Regions from separate parts of the Mus musculus genome. Here region 2 is linked to region 1. The links are chromatin contacts, called in public Micro-C maps. All regions are on one chromosome and are shown on one strand. Each heading gives the region's core, a stretch centred on a gene start, on an enhancer-like site or on the middle of the called end of the contact. The rest is flanking DNA. Distances are from core to core; before and after follow the strand shown.

Evidence for each region. Hi-C and Micro-C count contacts between places; a contact is called where the count stands out from the background.
Region 2: a Micro-C map of muscle stem cells shows a contact between it and region 1, with 2.5 times the contacts expected there. The contact joins two enhancer-like sites. A contact is called at or near these places in 3 of 484 Hi-C or Micro-C datasets (the C2C12 cell line, muscle stem cells and myocytes) and 1 of 115 datasets of contacts at active chromatin or transcription factors (neural progenitor cells).

What each region holds. Positions count from the first base shown.
Region 1 is chr6:98,630,956-98,634,345 of GRCm38.p6, reverse strand. No RefSeq gene overlaps it. Among named protein-coding and RNA genes, the nearest start is that of 4930595L18Rik, 81 kb to the right of the region's middle. Within about 2 kb of position 1,690, at least 36 of the 459 cell types and tissues checked have an H3K27ac peak or open chromatin away from gene starts, as enhancers often do. A contact at or near this core is called in the C2C12 cell line and muscle stem cells, where this site is marked.
Region 2 is chr6:98,954,914-98,958,787 of GRCm38.p6, reverse strand. All of the region lies in intron 11 of Foxp1 (forkhead box P1), which reads left to right. Among named protein-coding and RNA genes, the nearest start is that of Gm38865, 170 kb to the left of the region's middle. Within about 2 kb of position 2,062, at least 39 of the 459 cell types and tissues checked have an H3K27ac peak or open chromatin away from gene starts, as enhancers often do. A contact at or near this core is called in the C2C12 cell line and muscle stem cells, where this site is marked.

The sequences.
Region 1 (3,390 bases), core at 441-2,940:
TGTTCATATATTTATAGCATGGAAGATGTATGTGTTTTGTACATGTATATGTGCATACATGTGGTGGCCAGAGATCAGCATGACATGTTATTCTTCAGGCTCTTGTCTCCTCGTTTCATGGGACAGGCTCTTTTACTTGGCTTACAGCTTGGCAACTTGGCTATGCTGGCTGGGTAGCCCAAGCCCCAGCGATCCACCTGTCTCAGTTTCTGCAGCACCAGAGTTTCAAGCATGCACCACTATACCCAGCTTTGTTGTTGTTGTTGTTGTTGTGTTTGACAGGAGTTCTGATCCCCAGTCCTCAGGCTTCTAAGGCCAGTCCTTCAGCAGTTCAGCCAGTCTCCTGGGCTACCTGTTAAAGGTCACCACAACCAAGCCAGTTATCAAACTGGTCACCCCAGCTTTCATTTGCTTATGTGTTCTGCGGCTTTTCAAAAGGACCATTCCATTATGTGCTGTCACTGTGCTGTAGCCCAGAGTTTAATTCAACCTGATCCTTTCTACCCTGTGAATGAAATCCGCCCATGTTTCTCACATCTATAGACCCAAGTCATTTAGATCTTTCTATATCAATGGGCTAGTAGGTTCTCAAGCCATACGATGACTATTTTCTTTGACCCACTCCTTTTGCATCTTTGCACAAATATTCCAAGAATTTTCGCAAGCTTAACAGATTCATGGTCAGCCATCACCTATCTGGATTCTGTTTCTCCTCTCCCTGTTAAATGACATCGTCCCCTGAGTTAGAAGTGGCTCCCTGACTGTTCTTTGCTGTAAACCTATCCCTGAGAAAGCTGCCCTGTTTAAGAAGCATTTCCGTATGGAAAGTGGGGTTTTACCTTTGGTTTATTTGTTTTTCTTCTTCTTCTTGGTGATATTTCATATCCTCCAGGGGGGAATGTAAACATTCTAAACCTTCTGGGTTTCAGATAATGTCCTTCATTATCTGGCCTTTGTACCTGCCACTCAGCCCCAGGGTTTTCCACTCCTCAATAACCAACTACTGTTCTCAGAGGCGGGCATCTGGGAACAGAGAGCAATGCCCCTTGGGCGCCTTCCTCCCATGCTTGGTTGGATTTTCTTCATACATTGAATGTAATTTTCTCAGGCTTCAGATGAGTCCCTTAATTTTGTGTACATCAAAGTTACTTCCCTTACAGTGAATGAATGTGTCACAATTATCTTTTAAATACCTTAATTGCTTTGTTTACTGGTAGGCATTTCTACCTTTGCATCTCTGGTAGAACTTTACCAAAGCGTGTACCTACCCCCCCTACCCTTCCCCCCCCCCCCCCCCCCGCCACACACACACTCAGTTTTTAGAAGCTTCTAAAGAGTGGTTTTTGACCCATGAGTGTGTCTGATTGGTCCTACTGCCAGACAAGATTCCGGTTTCTATGTATTTACCACAAATAGCTAAACAGAAAATGAAAACCAACCACCACTGAGGCGTTTTCTCAATAACATAGTCAGCTTAAATCAAACCCCATCTCATTTTTGAGACTTCCACCTGCTTGCCTTTGAATTGCAACGTGACCTTAAAATATTCAGACGAGGCATGGGGACAATAGTGTTTCTGTGAGCCACAGCCCCAAGAATCCAGACCCGTTTCATCATTGATAACCAAGCCGTGTTTAGGAAGAATTTCTCGACTTTCATCTTGGTAGGAAACTTCTGCAGCTGTCTGCTTCCTTCCACTGCCTGCTGTCTCTAAATAAAGCGGTGGCGATGGAGGGGGGCGGCGCGGGGAGACTCTGAGTCATCAACACTCAACCATTATAACATGTCAAATTTGTCCAAAAGAAACATTTTTATGCTTCTGATTATTTTATCATTAGTGGGAGAAGGTTCCTGGGGCTCCCAGAAAAAGCCACGAGGAAGGATGCTGAGTGAACAGGACTTGATGGGTAATGCCTCCCAGACATTGAACATGCTGAGACAAACAAGGGATCCCCAGAGTGCTCCTGGGCTACCGGGCTCGCTTCATACGGGATCAATTATGCAGATGGAGCTGTGAAGATAGCTCCCTCTTTTAGTAAGGCATGATTGCTCCTGTACTCGCAATCCCAGCGCTGCCTCACCGGAAATACCAGACACATCGGAGCCACCTGGTTCCATCTGCAAAGTGTGTTGCTTAATTGGGGGGAGGGGTAAGGATTTTTCTTTTTTTAAATTTCTACATCATTACTAATTACATACATTTATCATGATAATATATAGATCTTGAAATGATCCGAGTAGGCGCATTTACACACATGTGAGTTTGATTTCATGGTAAGAAAGATAGAGGATAAAGAGTATTTTTTGAAAGAGCTAAACGGTTTTAAGTATCCTTTTTAGAAATTTGGAAGCTGCGGTAGCATAAGAGATTCATCGTTTCAGGTAGTGATGTTGGGAGTTTTCTGAAGAGACCATGATACAGAAAACATTTAAAATTCCAAGCCCTCCCTTATCCTGGCTAGAAAAATGAGTAAGGGTGTTCATTAGAAGCAATGGAATCCAAGGCAGAGGATAGCTAGGGAATGCTATCTGCTTAGATGGTTGATTAGCTTGCCCTGGCTCAGTATGGCTCAGTATCTGAGCCCTCCCCTATTTTGCTGTTTTCAAGGCTTCCCAAGGAGGTCGTGTGCGACTTTCTCATCTGCCCTGCATCCACATCTTTTCTTATTTTTGGGAGTGCAATCTTATTTGAGTGCTGGATGAATCCCTAAAAACAAGGACAATCACAAAGATGCAACCCTTTCTTGTATTGGGAAATGGCAGGGCAATTAGTAAATCCCTATGGTACGGGCTCTGCAGAACCGTCCAGGTTCTTTACAGATAAACCAGTCATTTTTAAAGCCGTGATCAGGACTCAGGGCAGAGCCTGAGGATGGAGTGGTCCAAGGGGGCCACTTGTATCCTGCTGGGTGTAAGCCACGAGCGAACGTGTTCAGAGCAACCTGAAGCATCTCTGCACTTGAATAATTACATCCTCACCTCATTTAAAAAAAAAAAAAAAAACGGACACACCCACGCACCAAATTGACAAGTCTGAGATATAAATCTAAAGTACTTGAAAGTACTTTTATTTCAAGGTGCATAAATCTTTCTAAGTCCATCAATTAATTTTATGTAGTTTTAATTACAGCTCCTAACCTCTGCAGTTATTACAGGGCTAGATGTTTCCTCTCATGTACACAGGGAACTGTGCGGGAAGATGGAAGCGCCTCTGCCCAGGCAAATGAAGAACAGTGGTCTCTTTAGGGCCTCCATCTTTGATATTTCCAGCTCAACCCCAGTTTCCTTCCTCAGTCTCTTTTTCTTAAAACTGGGAATTCAAGAGTTTCTGACTCGCCTCACAGGGATGTAAAAATTATTTTAGATTTACAAGCTTTCTGAAGATTAAAA
Region 2 (3,874 bases), core at 813-3,312, 320 kb before region 1:
TAGACTTTAGCAAATATATTATCTGTAATGTGTCCCCCTTTGGCCCTTTCTAACCCCATTTGTGGCCATGCTCGGGACATAGCAGCGGCCCCAACAGAACCTCAGAGAGTGTCGGGGACAGCAAAGGCCTAACATTACTGGTGACCTCCTGTGGCCGTGGCTTTGAGGCTGGAGCCAGGCGAGGGGAGAGGGAGCGTCTGGGTTTCTCACTTGCACATCCTCCTTTGAAAACCCGAGACACTTATTTTTCATAATTTAAAATCCTGCCTAAGTCTGCAGGCATTAGGATTCCAAGACTATGACTTGAGTATTAGTATGTGTCTGCTTTAAATGTCAAGAGAGTCTTTAGTAACAACATGTGAAGAATGTTAAAATGGCGACAGAACACAATAAAAGCAGGGAAATTCTTGAGTTGGGGTGAAGTGAGGTGTGGGTCACTGAACATGGTAGTTGATGGTCAAGAAATCTTTACAAGTTTGTCCTGGTGCTGAATTCAGAAAGAACGCAAATGGCGGTGGAGTGGATGGATGCAGAGTTACTGTTCGGTCACTGACCAGGTTGGTGGAGGAGTTGTGGTCCTTCTTTCCAGAGACTCCTGTTTAGGCTATGTGGATTTTACTTCTGAGCCCTTGTTCCTTTTCGCTTTGGTCACGTGCAGCTCGGGGAGCAGTGTAACTGTGTACCTTCTGCCACAGTCAGACACAGACAGTCCGACTGTTGGGTCACCGTACGTAAAAGCTGGCTTTGGAAGTGAGATAGTCTCTGGTGAAGTCCACTCGAGAACGGCGTCACCCAGTCTCCCTTGCATTCACTTGGGCTGTTGTGGCCCTCACACAAACCCAGGCTTCCTGTTTGCTGTCTTGAGAGGTTGGTTAGCAGGCTCCTTGGGAACATCTCAGTCCCACCAGCTCCTCAGGTGAGGTGCCTGCTGTCACTGCCAATCCCAACTCCTTTATCAGAGTGGTGCCATTAATCAGGGTGAAGAGTGATATATGGAAGATTCTCCCCGCCCCCAATTCAGGGACGGTACCAAGGGAGTCTGAAGATCAGACTGTCTGGATAATGTCACACCTAGCGTTCGTTATAAAGCAGGTCTCTAGTTTTACTCTTGTCCTTTCTTGGCTTCATGGCCTCACAGGTGTTCATCCTCTGTGCCTCAGTTTCCCCAATTAAAGAACATAAATCAAGTGGACCCAGAGCCTTATTATCTGTCCAGGCAGATAACTTACTGGTCCCTAATAACTGCAGTGCTCTTACATTAGGGACACTCGTTTCAGTAGAGCCCTATGTGTCACTAGTAGGAATTACGAGGGTGCCCTTACAAAGTCCTCCCAACAGCAGATAGGAGGAGAATGGTGAAGGAACCGCAAACTCTGCTCCCTTCTCTCTGGCATGCGGTAGCTGGTGGCTCTCATGCCTGGCTTTTGTCTTTGCAGACACTGAGTGGAACACCATAAATTTGGCATTAATGAGTGGTGTTTGAGCAATGTATGAGTTCTGAGCGTCCACAACTTTGTCTCTCTGAAAAACCCAGTTTGAGGCTTGGCTAATAGAAGAGGGTGTGACTATCAACCAATAGAGAATAATTGTTTGCCCAGGACAGAGTGAGGCCCCGAGATAAGTCTGTCAGCCTTAGACCCCATCTTCCCACACTTCCTGCCTTATTCTCGTCTTTAAGACATGGGCCTTCTCTTCCCACCCAGACTCCCAGCTGACTCCATTACACCCCATTGTGTGGATCCTGATTCCAAAGATATACCCAGCCAGTGTAGACTAGACTGATTTAATTTCTCCTTAAAAAAAAAAAAAATTGCAGCAGGTATTTTTAACCTCCATGAAGCATTCATTAGCAGCACTGAGCTTGCTCTGTGCGGAACTCAAGCTCAGAACAACCCTGCGAGTTCAGAGACGAGGATTCCATATTTAGAAGAAAAAATGAAGTGCTCCGAAGGATTACAGACTGCTCTGAGGCCAGAATTTGACACAGCACAGGAGAGTGTATCTGTTACCTGCTTCCACTCTGCTGCCTTTCAAGAGAGTTGGTATACAGACTGGGTAATTCCAGTGACCCCCTCCCTGCTCAGGAGCGCCCTCTAAGGGGACTCACTCTCCTGCTTGTGTGCCACCCACTGGGGAAAGCATTAGGGCAGAGGGAGTTATACCAAGGGTGTGCTCCCTCCGGTCATACTCGGTGTTCTCACACTATGGAAGGAAAAGACCCAGGGAATGTGGATGGCTTGGAGGAGTTCGGGGAATGTGATCTTAGCTCAGTCACTTAACTTCAGGGTGTGGATGTGGCTTGTGTCCACATTGTAGTTGGTCCTGTCTGCTGGAAGGTCAGACTTGGTGGATACCGAGAGGATGGCGCCCCCATGCTTGGCCTTTAGATTTTTTCCTCTTTCCACACTACTTATTCCTTGTAATTGCTACATCGGAGATGTTTACCCCCAAATTAAGTCAAAATTAATATTCAGCAGACTCTTCCATAAATACCACCTCTCACCCTTTAATTTGTGTTGTTCGGCATGGGCAGTCTACTTACTTCACGGTTTTAGAAAGAGTGGCATGCATGATGCGTGACTTAATTCCTTTCTGCCCCATCCTAGTTTTCAAAACAAACTTAAAAAATAAAATAAAGCAAAAAACACGGCAGAAGAGTATTTTCGTTTTAGTGTGTCTCCAGAAAAAAACCCCACAAAACAAACAAACAAAAACACTTTAGGGCACTTAATGTAAAAAGAAAAAAATGAATAACCATAGAAAAATGCTATTCCCCACGCTTTAATTGTTTTGTCTGCGCCACTCTGAAAACCCAAATTCCTTTGGCATTATGTGTTTAGAGACTTAGTTTGGCAGTTCAATAATGCACCGAGAAACAGAGGGTGGGTAGCATCATGTAGGTCCTAATATGGCAGCGCTTTCATTTCCTGTTTGTTGAAAGATAAATGCTAACACTGTAAAGCACTCCCCCCTTCCTCCTCATTTATTCCTTCCCAAACCACAAGGGAATAGAAAGAAATAAAAACTCAAATGTGATATGGCTGTTGACTGAGCCAGCCGGTAGGGAAGACATAGAGACGTGTTTTCCTCTGCCATTGCGTCCCATCCCCCTTCTCTGCTCTCCCCTGACTCTGAGCCCCTACTTCCCATCTCCCCACCACCGGAAATAACTTGGCTAAAAATGTGAAGTAGATTTAATTTGGGCATAATTTTAAGGCTCAAAAAAAAAAAATAACCTGGGCTTTCTAAAGATTTAAAGTCAACTATGAGATACTAAAGGGATAAGTAAGTTCCTCACCTTGCTCCTAAGGCTTTGTTTTTGACACACTATAAAGCTTTGGAAGATGCACACATGTATGTAGAAATACTCCTCCCCTTCCTATGTCCACATTGTCCCTTAATGCTACATCTGTCTCCTCAGCTTCACTTTTTGTTGTTGTTGTTTTTTTGGTTTTTTGGTTTTTGTTTTGGAGGCCATATCCTTCTCCACTTACCTGAGAGTCATCATTGGAGGTCCTTGCCCCAGCTTTCTTGTGATGTACCAAAGTTATCACTGTATCAGACTGGTCCAAAGCCAGCATAAAGGTTCTAGCACCTAATGAACAGTGAATGTCTGCTCTGCCCATCCCGTTTGAAATATCTATAACATCAGAAGATAACTTTTTTTTTTCCTTTGAGACAGGGTTTCTCTGTGTAGCCCTGGCTGACCTAGAACTCACTCTGTAGACCAGGCTGGCCTCGAACTCAGAGATCCGCCTGCCTCTGCCTCCTGAGTGCTGGGATTAAAGGCGTGCGCCACCACGCCTAGCAGAAAATAACTTTTTTATGAAGTAAAGATACTGGGATTATTAAGGAAGCATCTAGTGGGGTACTT